2 separate regions of the Rattus norvegicus genome follow, and region 2 is linked to region 1. The links are chromatin contacts, called in public Hi-C maps. All regions are on one chromosome and are shown on one strand. The core of a region is the stretch at or near the end of the contact, and the rest is flanking DNA. Distances in the headings are between cores, read along the strand shown.

Region 1 (6,847 bases), core at 2,371-4,870:
ATTTATGGTGGGTGGTAAGCTTTCTGTCCTGTGCAAAGTGAGGGTGTGGTGTTTGTAAGAAGCTGTTTTCATGGATTTGCCCAACCCTGAGTTCAGGTAGAACAAAGTTTCAGATCAAAACCAGGCTATGTTTTAGGGAAGCACCACAACTTTGTGGGTGGGGGTGACTTGAACTGAAGGAGATGAAGTGAGTTTGCAGAATGGCTCACAGGAGAGTTGCTTCTGTGCCTCCTGAACACAGCCTGCCTTCTGATAAACAAACCACTCAACTAAATCCAGTTGTGTCATCAGTCGCCAAGTTTTTGTTGAAAGAGAACAAGAAGACCATTTTCAGTGTTGGGAAAACAAACAAACAAAAAACCAAAAGCAATAACAAAAAAAAAATGGAGAGAATTCTGAGAACAGAAGAGGAGGGAAGGGCAAGGATGGAGGAGAGGAGATCTAGGTCCTAGTAGATGCGCAAGAACTGTGAGAGTCAAGAGCTGTTTAGGGTACGAAGAGGACAGACCAGAGCTAGCTGTCTCCTAGGCAGCTCTCCCTCCTCCAGGGGCTGTGGTGGGGAAGGTAGGAATGAACTCAACATAATGATGTGAGTATCACTGCTGGCTGTACCCACATGTTCCTGGCTCACAACAGATAGCACCCCTCAGAATGAAGTGACAGTGCATGCCTGGTCCAGAAGGAAAACTACAGCATGGCTTTCTTCCAACACAAGAGGAATGTCAAGAGTTGGTAGGAAAGGTTATCAAAGGTATTGCTTGATGACGACAGAAAGGAAAGAAGGAAGGAAGGAAAGATATAGACCAGAAAAGAAACCTATCTTCATGCATGCTATAATATCTGGGTACCCATTAGTTTTACCCTTTCATACCAAAAGCTCTTCCATGCACAAATCAAGTTGATACGGCGGGGATAACCGTAAGGTGAAATGATTGTAGAGGTATACTTGGAGGGTCCCCCTTCCATGAAATCTAATTCTGTTAGACTCAAACTTCCTATAGAAACAGCCCTTTAAGTGACAATAGAGTCATGTTCTTCTCTACGTTGCACATTTTTACTCAGATCTACAAAATCCTCAGACAAACTCAACACCAAAAAAGGCTCCTTAACATAGGAACTAGATGGGGACACTCCTTGTGGCCTGCCAGGCTCTGAGGACACTGAGCATCTAATCTTCCACATGTTGGGCCTCAAAGTCCAGCTGTCATCACATCCGAGGTAGGTACGAAGGCATCGTTTATAGGGCTTATTGGTATGTCTCTTCGCTTGGTGAATTTTAACCACTTTATCAAAAAAAAAAAATATATATATATATATATGAACTCTTCACAAATTTTAAAGAAGAAATTACCCCTGAGCTATTGAAAAATGAATATTGCTTTTCTGTTCTGAGGCAATATTTGAAGCCCCATTCATTCATTCATTCATTCATTCAACAAAGTCCTACTATACATATCCATACTGGTCTCAAGCTCATAAGGGCCCTGCTTAGCCTTCACTGTATGCTAGGATTACAAATACATCCCACTGTACCAATCTCTGAATCAAGTCTTCTTACTCAGAGATCCAGTCTATTTCCTTAAGAAGAAACCAAATCAAACTCGTTGGGATAAAGAAAAAAATAATTTTCCCATGATGCTAAATAAGACAGTAATATGTCCAAAGGTGTCTCCTGGTGACTCTGCAGCCTATGGCCCTTGCACGTGACCCATCACTAAGACATGATATCATCCTTTCTCACCCACAGCAGCACTGTCAAAAAGAACGTGCTACCCATCCGTTGGCACCTGCCATTCCAAAGCAATGTTAGGCACTTCTCTCCTCCAGTAAAACAGGTGCCAAAGATGGCCTCCTAAACTCCCAGCTTTAGCAAAACCAATCACGAGGAAGAATAAAGCTAGGTCAACTGGTACTCAGAGAGCACGGATCAGGCAGGTGGTCATGAGCAGGTTCGCACTGTTGGTTCCCATATACCCGATATTTCCTCAGCACATTCTCTCTCCCTACTCCTCTGGGTTTCAGTCATGCCTGTGCCTGGGTGCTTTTAAACAACCAAGTTCCTCCTCATAAACTCTCCTCAACCTAATGAATATCTTGCTTGCCCTTGATATTTTTGATCTTTTTCAATAAGGCGAGGATCTCCCTAAGGACGCTGTAGAGGGAATGCGGCCAACAATGGTGGCCTATTGTATAATAACATGCCTCGCCTACCTAGACTGGAAGTCTCTGCAGACAGTGCATTGGGATGCATTCCTCGGTGGCGAAAGAAGATTTACCTACGGAGCAGTGGGGCTGGCAACAATAAAGGCGCTTGAATTTTTTTACACGGTAAATGCTTTAAATAAATACTCGTTCAAAGGAAAGTGGGTTTGCGAAGACTTATTACAATTGTTTTATAGACGTGTTCTACCAGAAATTTGAAAATAAGAGAATGAAAAGATGCAGGGAAAAAAAAGTCCAGAAAGACCCCCCCCCACCCCACCCCCAAACAGTGCACCATTTAAATTATATTCTACTCATGAAAGACTACACTGGAAAATGTGCAAGAGCTAGACACAAATAGGGGAACACTTTGTTGTGCCATAGTACATGGGAGGCGACTGTTCTGATGGTCTTGGGGTGTGCATGTATGTTTAAAGAAGGCAGGGAATTTTGCAGGTCCTTGCTTCTTCCTAGGACAAGATTTCAAGATTCTAGTAAACAACAACAACAACAACAACAACAACAACAACAACAACAACAACCAGGTCTATGAATTCCCTGACCCGGAAACTGTTCAACTAGTCAGTTAAAAAGAAAATCCCACCAGCATTAAAGAAATAAGTGATACGGCTAACAGATGTGACGCTTCCTATTTATGGCTTGAAGTCAGTACTCTGGTGACTTGGAGACAAAATGTGTATTTAAAAGCTCCTTTTTATCTCTCCAGCACCATGCAAGACTCAAATGAACCTTTCACTGGGACACCGGAGATGTTAACACTCGTCCTCCAAGATCCAATTTCAACCAACCGAGCTGTTACCTAATCCAGCAGCCATCACATATGATCAGGTTGCCGCCTCCCTGATGGGTGCCCGGCACCCCTCCCTTCTTCCCATTCCATCTCCTGCCCAAGAGCTTTCCGTGAAACTGGGCTTTAAAGGGTCCCCATGCCTGTGCATGCTGGTGCATCCAGGGTTCTAACAGCCCCACTGGCTGTACCTAACACCAAGGTATTTATCCCGGTTTAGGTAATAATTCTTAAAGAAGGAGTTTCCTACCCACAAATCACCCCCTCCCATTCCAATAAAGACAGAGACCAGTCACGACGGGTAAGTGATTTACACAGAGGTTGTCACAGTCTTTAGAAGGCACCAGAAGTCACATTGCTGTTATCACTTGCCCTAGGGTTAATCCTGTGCTAAAACTCCAGAGATAAGGAGATTGTCACAGCCTGGTTGAAGCAGCTCTCACAACTGGCCACCTGCGGTTCAATCTTTATTTATTTTCTTCACACAAGGAGAAAAACAAACCAAACCCAAAGGCACATTCAAGAGAGCCAGTGGGAGGGCTGTGCAAAGGATTGTTTTGTCCTTGGCTGAGCAATACAGCTCGGGAACCGCTCCCTGCTGGTGCCCACTAGAGGGCACTCTCTCCCCACCGAGGACTTGTTTAAAGGGTCCCAACAGCCACCAACATCTCCATGGAGCTGGGGAACTGGGATCTGCTCAGATTTGAGCTCCCAAATGTGGGCAGACGGGGAGGAGAGCATATTAGCAGAGGACATTGTTTCAGGGTATGGAGTAAAACTTGAAACTCGCTTAGCTGGGCCAGATAAAGAGACCATTGGAAAAGATAACCCCTGGACAGACACAAGGCTAAAAAGCCTCTTCATGGTTTCAAAGCACCAAGGCAGAAGCTAGATTTTTACAGTCTCTGGAGCAGTTTGGAGTTCTGTCTTTCCAAGACGAGCTACCAACCCCAAGCCAGGCAGGACTTTGAAGCCAGTGGAGGAGCTAGGAGTAGTCTGCCCTTGTACTTTTAGAAACTGGAAAATGTTTAGCCCCTGGGACCCTTTGTGCACACTGAATTGCATCATCACCTGGCAATATAAACACAAACTCTGCTAGCACACTTACAGATTATAAAGGTGGGTAACTTTGCTAAAAATAAGGCAGGCTCCTGCCACCAAGAGAGTGAGCTCCTAGAAGCCAGTGGTGACCCAGCATGATCTCATGACTCAGGTATCGTGCATCTATTCAGGTCCTTTCAGAGCTCTTGTGCACGCAGCCGAGTAGGATGTAGGACTACGGCATCTTAGGCATCTGTGTCCCGCCACCCTTCTAGGCCAGGCAGTTAGTTCCTGGTGTGTGCACCCCCCTCCGGTTCTAAGTTGTACAGAGAGAACGCTTTTTCTCTCCCATCTCTTCCACACCCATTTCCCAAAACTAAGATCTGCCTTTCAAATGTGACCATTCTAAACAAGTAAGACTATGCTGACATTAAGGCAATGGCTTTTGGAGTGAGGGAGAGCCAAGCACAGGACCAGTATCTGTGAAGGGTTTCTCTGAGGCCTAAGATTACACCAGCTGCTTTCAGATTTGTAGATCTCCGCCACCCCACTACTCCACCACCCCGACCTTTCAGGGTGTGTCATTTCTGACAGGCACAGTCATCATCCACATACTGGTGGACACTCCTCCAGCAGGAAAAGGACTAAGCTAGGCGCTGATTCTTCTAAACCGTGTCGGGACCCATATCTCCCATTCCTTAGTAGCCTGAAGCTTGGGGTTGTACTTATGGGCGCTCATCCCTCCCAGTTCTCAAGCCTCTTCTGTCTTTGATGAAAAGCTGTCTTGGTGAGTTATTTTAAAGAGTCGTCTATCAAGTAAATGGAAATGATTAACCATTTGATTTCCCCAGTTTCACAATCCGGCATTTACAGGCAGCTGCCAGACAACGGTTGATGGATAGGCTCAGGAGAGAGCCTATCGGAGTTCACTGTCGGAACTCAGACTGTAGAGGACCAAGCGGGAATCTTCCTGGCTGCTGGCCTAGAATGGCCTCTTCAGAGGATTCCAGTGCACAGAATCTGGAGATCTGGGAATCACTCTGATACACGGTATTGTCCCCTTCGAATCACACAGGAGTTTGTTCGGGTCAGTGGTCTCCTAAAGTGTCACCATTTGGTATGAAGACAAGATATCTTTCAATCCTTGCAATATTTTCCTGGGTTCATTAATGAGCAGGTATATATAAACAGCATATGGGATCAGAAAAGGACTTGTCAACTTCCTTCCAACAACGAGATAGTGAGGTCTTCAAGTGTTTCAGTGCGAGCATATTTACGGAGTGTTTCTTATGGTATCATGGCTGCCCTGATTTTCAAAGGGTGCTCTAGCCAGGAACTGGAAAATGCACTCATTTCTTCCCACTTGGCCCAGAGCCGCAACACGTGCACTGCGGGTGAAGTTTTAAGGCAGGAGATGAAAACAAAAATACAGGGTACTCTTGGGGATGGTTTTTACTATTTTGAGCATTTATGTTTAGGAGTTTTCTCTAGAGACCTACCAAGTTTTTCCCGTCTTTTCTCTGGGCTAACTTCTGGCCCTTCTGGTCACAGGACTTGTACTTCTCAAGGGATGTACGGGCATGGATCCCATTCACACGTTCCCTGCTTGGCACACCGAGTCTCCCCGGGCCAGCTGGCAGGGAGAAAGCTAACTCACTGGACAACAGGCGCCTGCATTTCTGGACGAGTGCCGGCTGCCTGGTGACGGACTTACAGATCTTAATAGATAAAGCTTCTACAGTGGCTCAGGAAACCCTCTTTGTAACAAGAAAAGCTACAGAGGTTGGGGGTTGGGGCATGGCTTCATATGACCTCTGCCCTCAGATCTGTGTACTCAAGACATTTGAGGAAAGGGAATGAGGTAGGGGAGAGGGCCAGGGTAGGGTGTGTAAGGCCTGGGCTGCACATGGGAACTCAGGATGTGGAAAACCATTTCCTACTTAGTTATACATAAGAAGCATGGGAGATATGGAGCCAGTAGCTGGAGGATGCTGCGCTCTCCACAGAGAGGAAGACTTCTCTCTACAACAGCATCTCCTACAGCAAGTCACTACGGAAGGCGGGAGGGGTTCCTTAATGCGTTCTTGCCTCAAGCTGAAAACATTTTGTGGATTAAAGTCATCCTAAGATGTCCAGAACATTGCCTGGTTCTTGCTGGCTATGATAAGTTCCCCAACCCCACCAGCAAACTCTAATATCCAAGAAAATATAAGTGTACATTCAGGCTTCTCTTCACCCAGTTCTACAATGCAGCTTAAGGATCCTTGAGGAAAGTACAATGAGATAGAAGCGGGGATATCCCATGCTAACCCACATTCCAGACTCTTGCTGGGGGACTTTGCCTCATTTTAGTTTCAGTTTCCTCGTCATGAAATAAGTAGTGATGATACTGATTTGTCACCATTCAGACTATGAGTAAAATGAGGTTATTGTTATTTATGACGATGATGACAGTGACAATGATGTTTTTTTTTAATTTGGTTGGGTTTTTTTGGGGGGAAGGGGGCTCTACATAACCCTGGCTGTCCTGGAACTCACTATGTAGACCAGGAGGACCTTGAACTCACCTCTGCCTCGGGAGTGCTGGGATTAACACAGGCTCAGACCTATTACTACTACATCACTCCTGAGGCGAAGGCTGGAGGATCAGAAGTTCATTATCACCCTCGGTTACATACAACGTAAGTAGGAGTCTCCCCTGCACTTTGTGAGACACTGCCTTTCGGGGCTGATGCACTGGTAAAGGACCAGAAATGACAGACTTAAGAGTCTGGTGTCTGGTTCCTATATGTTACA
Region 2 (6,847 bases), core at 2,551-5,050, 900 kb after region 1:
ATACGGGTCTTCGGGATTGAATTAAGGTCATCAAGCTTGATGGTAAGTGGCTTTACTCGGTGAATCATTATCTCATTTCTCCTGATACTGTTCTTATTGGGAGGGGTGAACTGTAGAGTTTCACATAACCCAGGCTAGCCTTGAACTCACTATTACAGCCAAGAACAATCTTGCATTCCTGATTGTCCTGCTTCCATTCCCCAAGCTCTGGGTTACTGGAGTAGACAACTTGACCCGACAACAATGTTTGTAGAATCTGAGCCCTTTGAATACTTAACTGGCTCTTGTTCTCAGAAGTCAAGATGACGACAGTGGCTGTGGTGTGAGTGTTGAGGTGAAGCTGTCTGCCCCTTTGCCTCTCTTCCCTTTGTGGAAGGAATCTTTAACTTCAATATAGCAGAGACCAGGGAGCTAAGGGTGACACTGACTCTACAGGCGAAAAGATCAGGCCAAGTCACATGGCCCATTCCAAAGTAGTTCTCAGTGTCATCTCAGAATATTTTCCTGAGGTGGACACTGACACCAGTAGGGCCCAGTATTAGAAAATGTGAGTTATGTAGTTCTCCAACCTGACAGAACGGAAACAGACTTTAGCTCTCTCTTTAGGAATGTCTGAGTTTACCAGACAAAGGTCTGATTCGACTTCTAAGAGTGCAGCATTTGAGACACTGCCAGGTGTGCTCAGATAATGGCATATTCGATGAAAGGAAGAACCTATCTGTCATTCTTAGCTTATATAAGTGTCTGTGCCAGTCGATTGGTTCGATGTTTTGAGTCCTTGCCTGAGATGGGATGGCCAATGTTCAAACCCACTAAAGAGGGTGATCCTTTTCCTTAATTTTCTCATAGCTGTGACTGTGATAAAGTCAACACTAAAGACACAACTTGGACTGCAGACATAAACATAGGACAAGTCCGTGGGAAGTTTCAACTGCACATTCTGGATTAAGACACATCATAGGCAGACTGCTTGATCTAAATTTTACTTTTCTTTTTCAATCAAGAGTTAACCTTTTTCCCTTTTGTATAACTGGCACTAAGTGGCCTGGGTTATTTTGTTCCTTTTAGTGATGAATCTAATTGGGTCTCAGTCCTGAAAGCTACCTCTGACTTGGCACTTTTCCCAAGAGTGATGGAACACAGTATGGAGGTCAAGCATAGGGTGATGAATTGAGGAATTTTGGATCATACCTTCAGCTCTGATACTTTAATTGCTTTTAGCATCAATGGGAGGAGAGAGAATGCTAGAAATGGTCAAGCACTCAGGCAAATCAAGTAAGTATTGAAGGTGCGAGCAATAGGCACTCTAGTCTAGAGTTTCCTAAATCAGATCATGTAACTCCAGGTTTCTCTGATGTCTAACATGGCATAAAGAAGTCTTATGCTTGTCTAGATGACAAGGTTCCTGTGTAATTTTGGTGTTAGTACAGTGTATGAATGGGCCAGTTTCATTGTCTAGAAGAAAACACATGGGTGAATGCTTTATCTCACAACATGTTTTAGACTCTAAGAATGTGTAGGAAAAACATCCAAAGCAGGGCAGATTTGGCTGAGAACAGTCTGATGGCTTTCTCTTAATACTAGGATAAAGTGAATACTGGCCAGTGCAGAACTGTAGGCCTTTCATCTAAGAATCTCATGAAGAAGCACACCAACACTCCAACACACTTTCAGCCAGATGTTCTATCCTCTAATAACATAATTATGCCTATGAAGAGTCAAGAAGAAAAGGAAGACAAAGCCATGAAGGATTGCTGAATGCCCAATTCAGTATAAAACCAATGGAGATCATTCATTCATATAAATTGGATATGTTTAGTTCTCCCTATCATAAAAAAGCCACATCCCGATTCTCCTAATGTAAAGAGCTTCTTTGAGGGTCAAGAGAATGTAGAAGTGAAAAGAAAAAAAGAAACCTACTAGGTAATAGACTAAAGAAGAGCCTCAGAAAGACGGTGCTTTCTTGAGATATCCTGGGAGATTTCCAGTTTGTTGACAGGACCATAGGAGATTGGAAGGTAAATGATGAGGGAAGACTCAGAGACAGTGGCTTTAGCTTGTGTAGGGTAAAGGAAGGGAAGGACAAAAGGCAAGATTAAGCAAGAGTTATAACAGAATGTGGGGTCCAACAATGGATGGAGGTGGTAGGATTAGGGCTTGAGTAGCTTGCACAAGATCAGGGTAAAGCAAGGTGATGGTGTTAAGAAATGATGCTTCGTGGTTGGGATTAGGATTTTATAATAAAAGAAGACTTTATGCTGTGTCCATCTAACATCCTGAAAACTGAAAGCAGGTAACTCCTTTGCCTATTTATGAACAATCAATTAGAATCATGGGAAAACTTTTTAAAAAAACTAAAAGGATACAATTTTGTAGGTAGTCTTGTGTGTGTGTGTACATCATATATGCATATATGTGTAGGTGTACATGTATGTATGTATCTATTTATGTATGTATGTATGCATATGTCCATGAAGAATCAAGAGGGCAATGTAAGTTATAACTCTTCTGACATTCTCCATCTCTTTTTATCTTGCTTGTAAGGGGATAAAAAGACTAGTCAGCTCTGAGGATTTGCCTATCTCTCCCACCTGATGGACAGTTCCAAGTAAAAGGGTGTCCAGTGTTCACCTCCACAACTCAGTTAGAGGCAGATGAGAGGTGCAAAGGAAGACTGGCCCTTAAAATGCATTCCACCAACAATGGCTAGTTTTGCTTAAAAACAAAACAAAACAAAACAACGACGACAACAACAACAACGACAACAACAACGAAACCTACCACATACTGAAAGCCTGCCTGTTTAATTTTGCCCTGTCCTTGTCCTCTACAGATAAACCCAGACTTGTCAAACGCCTTATGAAATCTCCGTGCATAGTCCCTGTGGCAATGACAAGATTCTTTTGAGAATTCTTATCCTAAAAGAGAATGTCTTCTTGAGTACACAGTCTTCTCTTAAACACCAATGGCTAATGCTATGTCTTCGCCATTAATATTGTTAGTTTGCTCATAAATAAAGGTCCAGCATGTCAGAGTATAGGCATAACCCTGTTCATAAAGGGGGTTTGTATATCCCACCAGGCTTTGGTTATGCCGTCACTGGTTTTTTAAACAGACGAAGAAGGGATCAAAATGTTGCTAGAAGGAGACATTTAAAGAGACCCCTATAGTGAGCAGCCTTCTCCTCTTCATGTGTATGAAAACATGAAGTCTAGGCAGCCTTGAGGGGGAATATCTCAGTTGATTCAGATTTTGCTCCAGATCGATACTACTATGGACCTGAAAAACCATGTTTTTTTTTTTTCCTAAAAATAAAATTTAGCTACAGTTAGAAACTAGGGATGTGACCTGCAATAGAATCTATCAGTCAAAACCCAGCAATTAGAACCAGAGTCAGAATCACAAGTGCCAATCAATCAGAAGACCACTCTCAAGTCTGGTGTATACTGTGGACTTGCGTAGTACACCCAATTTTGAGGGAACCGTTCCCTAGCAACTTTGGATGCTCCAGCTTTGTGTGATGTGCAGTATTAATATCCATTTCCATTTGCACTTTTCAAAGCACACTGGGGTACCTTCCTGCTACACCAGGGAAAAGAGCGTTGAACTTGATGGCAGTGCCTCCCTTGAGCAACAAGTACCGGCTGCTGCCAGGGCAATCCTACAGGCTTCATTGTTGCCACCGAGGGCACTGTTCCCAAGCTGTCTGGCTTCATCCCAACCTCAGCACAAATCAGCTTGAGGAACCCGAGCTGACTGTCTAAAAGGGACAGATTGAGAGGTCTGGGCTAGTGCAGACAGCAGCTTTGCCAGAGGGACTGGGTTGAGGCATGGGAGAAGGGCCAGTAGGGAGCTGCTGAGAGTCCTAGACTGTCAGTCAGGCATCTTCTGGTTGAACTGTGAGCAGTACCAGATCGCTCCTGAGTCCCTCCACTGAATAAGGTAATAAATATGCCACTGCACCATGAAATGGCCTCTGGGTGGCTATAGAATGCTTAATTATTGATTAATCTTCAGTAATGAATGAATTTGAACGCAAGTGCTGCTAGGATAGAGTTGATAGCTGGCGCTATATGAGGAGGCAGAAAAGCCGGCTCCCAAAGCAACAGACCCTGCTTTGACTCCTCTTTCCTAAGGATGGGTTAGCATCAGAATGCTCCCGTGGGGTTGACAGTGACTGTGGGTGCCACCACAGTTCCAAGATTAGAAAACAAAATAAGGCAGGTGATAAAATGATAACAGAAGACAGAAGGCAGGCTATCAGTAAAACCATGGAGAATGACAGGGGAAAGAGCTGTTTTCTTCAACATTTATTGACCTTCTATTTACCAGGAATTGAGTTTTCAATGTTGAGTAAGAAATTGTCATGTCTTTCAGTTGTTCAGTTAGTAGGATAAATAGAAAATTTCAATTTGGTGTCCAACACAATTATACTCAACCATGCCTCCAAAATTCTGGAAAAATGAGATTAGGACCAGAGAGGACTGAACAACAATCTTCAAGTTCAAAGTGGCTTTGAGATGGAAAAAAAAGCACTAACAATAAAAATAAAGGCTTTCCTTAAGTTGGAAGAGGGGACTGAGCCCTCACATAAGCGCATCTACTCTTCATAAAGAAGTCACTGTGGGATTTCATCAAAGTTCCCTGCAAGCCCTGACTCCTTATCACTGATTGGCTGCTGGGCTCCATGCAGCTCTTCAACCTCCATGGCTTTTAGTTACTTCATATGTTTAATAAAGATTCTGGTGCTCTCCTTGAAGGCAGATTAACAGTGGTAGAGATGTTTGTTTAGAAAGTGAAGAGATCCTGATAAGTAGAAGTCGCTTATACAGTCTAAATGTCATTTATTGATGTAGCAATCACAGTAACTCTGCTCTTTGGCACTGTCGGTAGTAATCCTTTTATGACATGACAACCATGTTCAACAACCTTCTATATCCATTCTTAATCAAAGGGACCTATGACACAGGATAATAAAGGATTCCCCACCTACAGGGAAAGACAAATTGGTGTGTTCCTTACCACCACAATTCTGGCCTTAGCTGGTATGAAATTAAAGTCAATCCCTGCAATTCCTTTGTTACATAAGCTTAGGAAACTGCTTAATCTTTCCGGCCAGAACCCTAACTTCCTCATCCACTGGGTGATGATGGTGGTGATCAGAAAGCCAGGTTTGATGATGATATCATAAAGATAACTCCTCTCTCATAAAATCTAAGTTCTCTATTACCTACATATCACTAACCATAGTATCTGCATTTAAGTATTCTCAAACATCAGGTATTAAAAATCAAAACTGTTAACATTGTTATTGGGAGATGCCATGAATTAGTCTGATTGGGGTAAAATATTCAACTTCCTGATTGAAGGCTGCAACCATATCTTCCATTGCTAGCACCATTCTTCGCTTTCTCACCCCACTCCCATATCCATAGCTTCAGTTATGAAGCACTCAAGAGTGGATAAAGGGACAATTGCTTAACCTCCAACCAGCAGTAGTTGGAGGATCTTAGACTGTCAAAATGGCTTACCACCTTGTGCATTTATTTTCTCCACTTTGGAAGCAGAATCATAGTAAAGCATGCCAACAAACGTTATCAAGATTTCGTCCTATCCTTGGTAGAAGTCAAAGAACAGGAGAAATACCGATGGAGATTGTTAGAAGGAGACAATGCTTCCACAGGTAACTTGGATATAAAATTCTTTGCTAGCTGTTCCATGTATACAAAGCGTAGCTGCAGGACAATGGAGGAGCGGGTGAAGGTGACATGTATGTCACAAGGTGGCATTTCATGACATGCCATCAGAGATTCACCTTGAAGAATAAGTTTGATTTTAAATATGTGAGAAAATAAGAAAGGCTTCTTAACATAGAACAAAGAGCTCCTTTAAAATCATAAAGTCGATACACAAACATTCTAGAAATTATACTTGCTCTTGTCATTTAGATCAGGTGTTATTCTACTACAATCTAGCTGGAGCTCTCAATGTAGACCAGGCTGGCCTTGAATTTCTGACAGTCCTCCCAGGTCTGCCTTGCATGCACAGTTGTATTTATGCTTTTTCAAAATAACATCCATAGTTATTGACAATGTTGACATTATAGATTTAAGGCTGAGCCAGAGCTTTGGTCCCTGGATATGTGAAGCATGCATGTTATTAAAGCACTGATTGACTCATAGACTCACAGGAAGTGGGCACGATATAAATCTTCCTTCTCTTTCTCCATTGGAAGCCATTTTGTAGAAGATATCAGCTGGAGTATGTGGCTAGCACTTGAGAAAGACAGTTCCTAACAGTGTCTTTGAATTAACTCAGGTTTGTACATGATCATGGTATAGATATTATATTAAATGTGTAAAAGAAAGAAAGAAAGGAAGGAAGAGAAAAAGAAAGAAAGAGAAAAAGAAACCTAAGAAGGAAAAGTAAAACAGAAAGAACAAAGAAGAAAGAAACCAATAACCCGAAACCCCAGTACAACAAATCACTTCCCTTTCCCTGTGTGAAGTCTGAAAAAGCAGCTGGGGACAGTTTGTCCTGGGAGGGAAAGAGAGCAGAATAAGCTCACATAGCACTATTTTCCAGGTCTTAGGTGGGCTCCCCCACAAAAGAAAAATCACCAAGCAATAGCCTTTCCCATTTCCCGACCCTGTCTTCCCCCCAACCTCAAGCCACCATCACGCACCATTGAATGCTTGGGGGAAAGAAATAAACAGTCAGACAGAGTTCAAATCAGGAAAAAAAAAGTGGAAACCAGATTCTCTGAGGGAAAAACACAATCAGTAACCCAGCAAGCAGCAAGAGAAACCTGGACAGCAGAAATGCTAAAAGCCGGGCAGCCCGGTTC

What was found. Hi-C and Micro-C count contacts between places; a contact is called where the count stands out from the background.
Region 2: a Hi-C map of psoas muscle shows a contact between it and region 1, with 3 times the contacts expected there. The contact joins two enhancer-like sites. A contact is called at or near these places in 3 of 12 Hi-C or Micro-C datasets (the A7r5 cell line, the Rat2 cell line and psoas muscle).

What each region holds. Positions count from the first base shown.
Region 1 is chr13:82,903,966-82,910,812 of GRCr8, forward strand. The region is part of intron 2 of Pbx1 (PBX homeobox 1); the gene reads right to left. Among named protein-coding and RNA genes, the nearest start is that of Pbx1, 210 kb to the right of the region's middle. Within about 2 kb of position 3,621, at least 11 of the 93 cell types and tissues checked have an H3K27ac peak or open chromatin away from gene starts, as enhancers often do.
Region 2 is chr13:83,799,746-83,806,592 of GRCr8, forward strand. No RefSeq gene overlaps it. Among named protein-coding and RNA genes, the nearest start is that of Nuf2, 450 kb to the right of the region's middle. Within about 2 kb of position 3,801, at least 14 of the 93 cell types and tissues checked have an H3K27ac peak or open chromatin away from gene starts, as enhancers often do.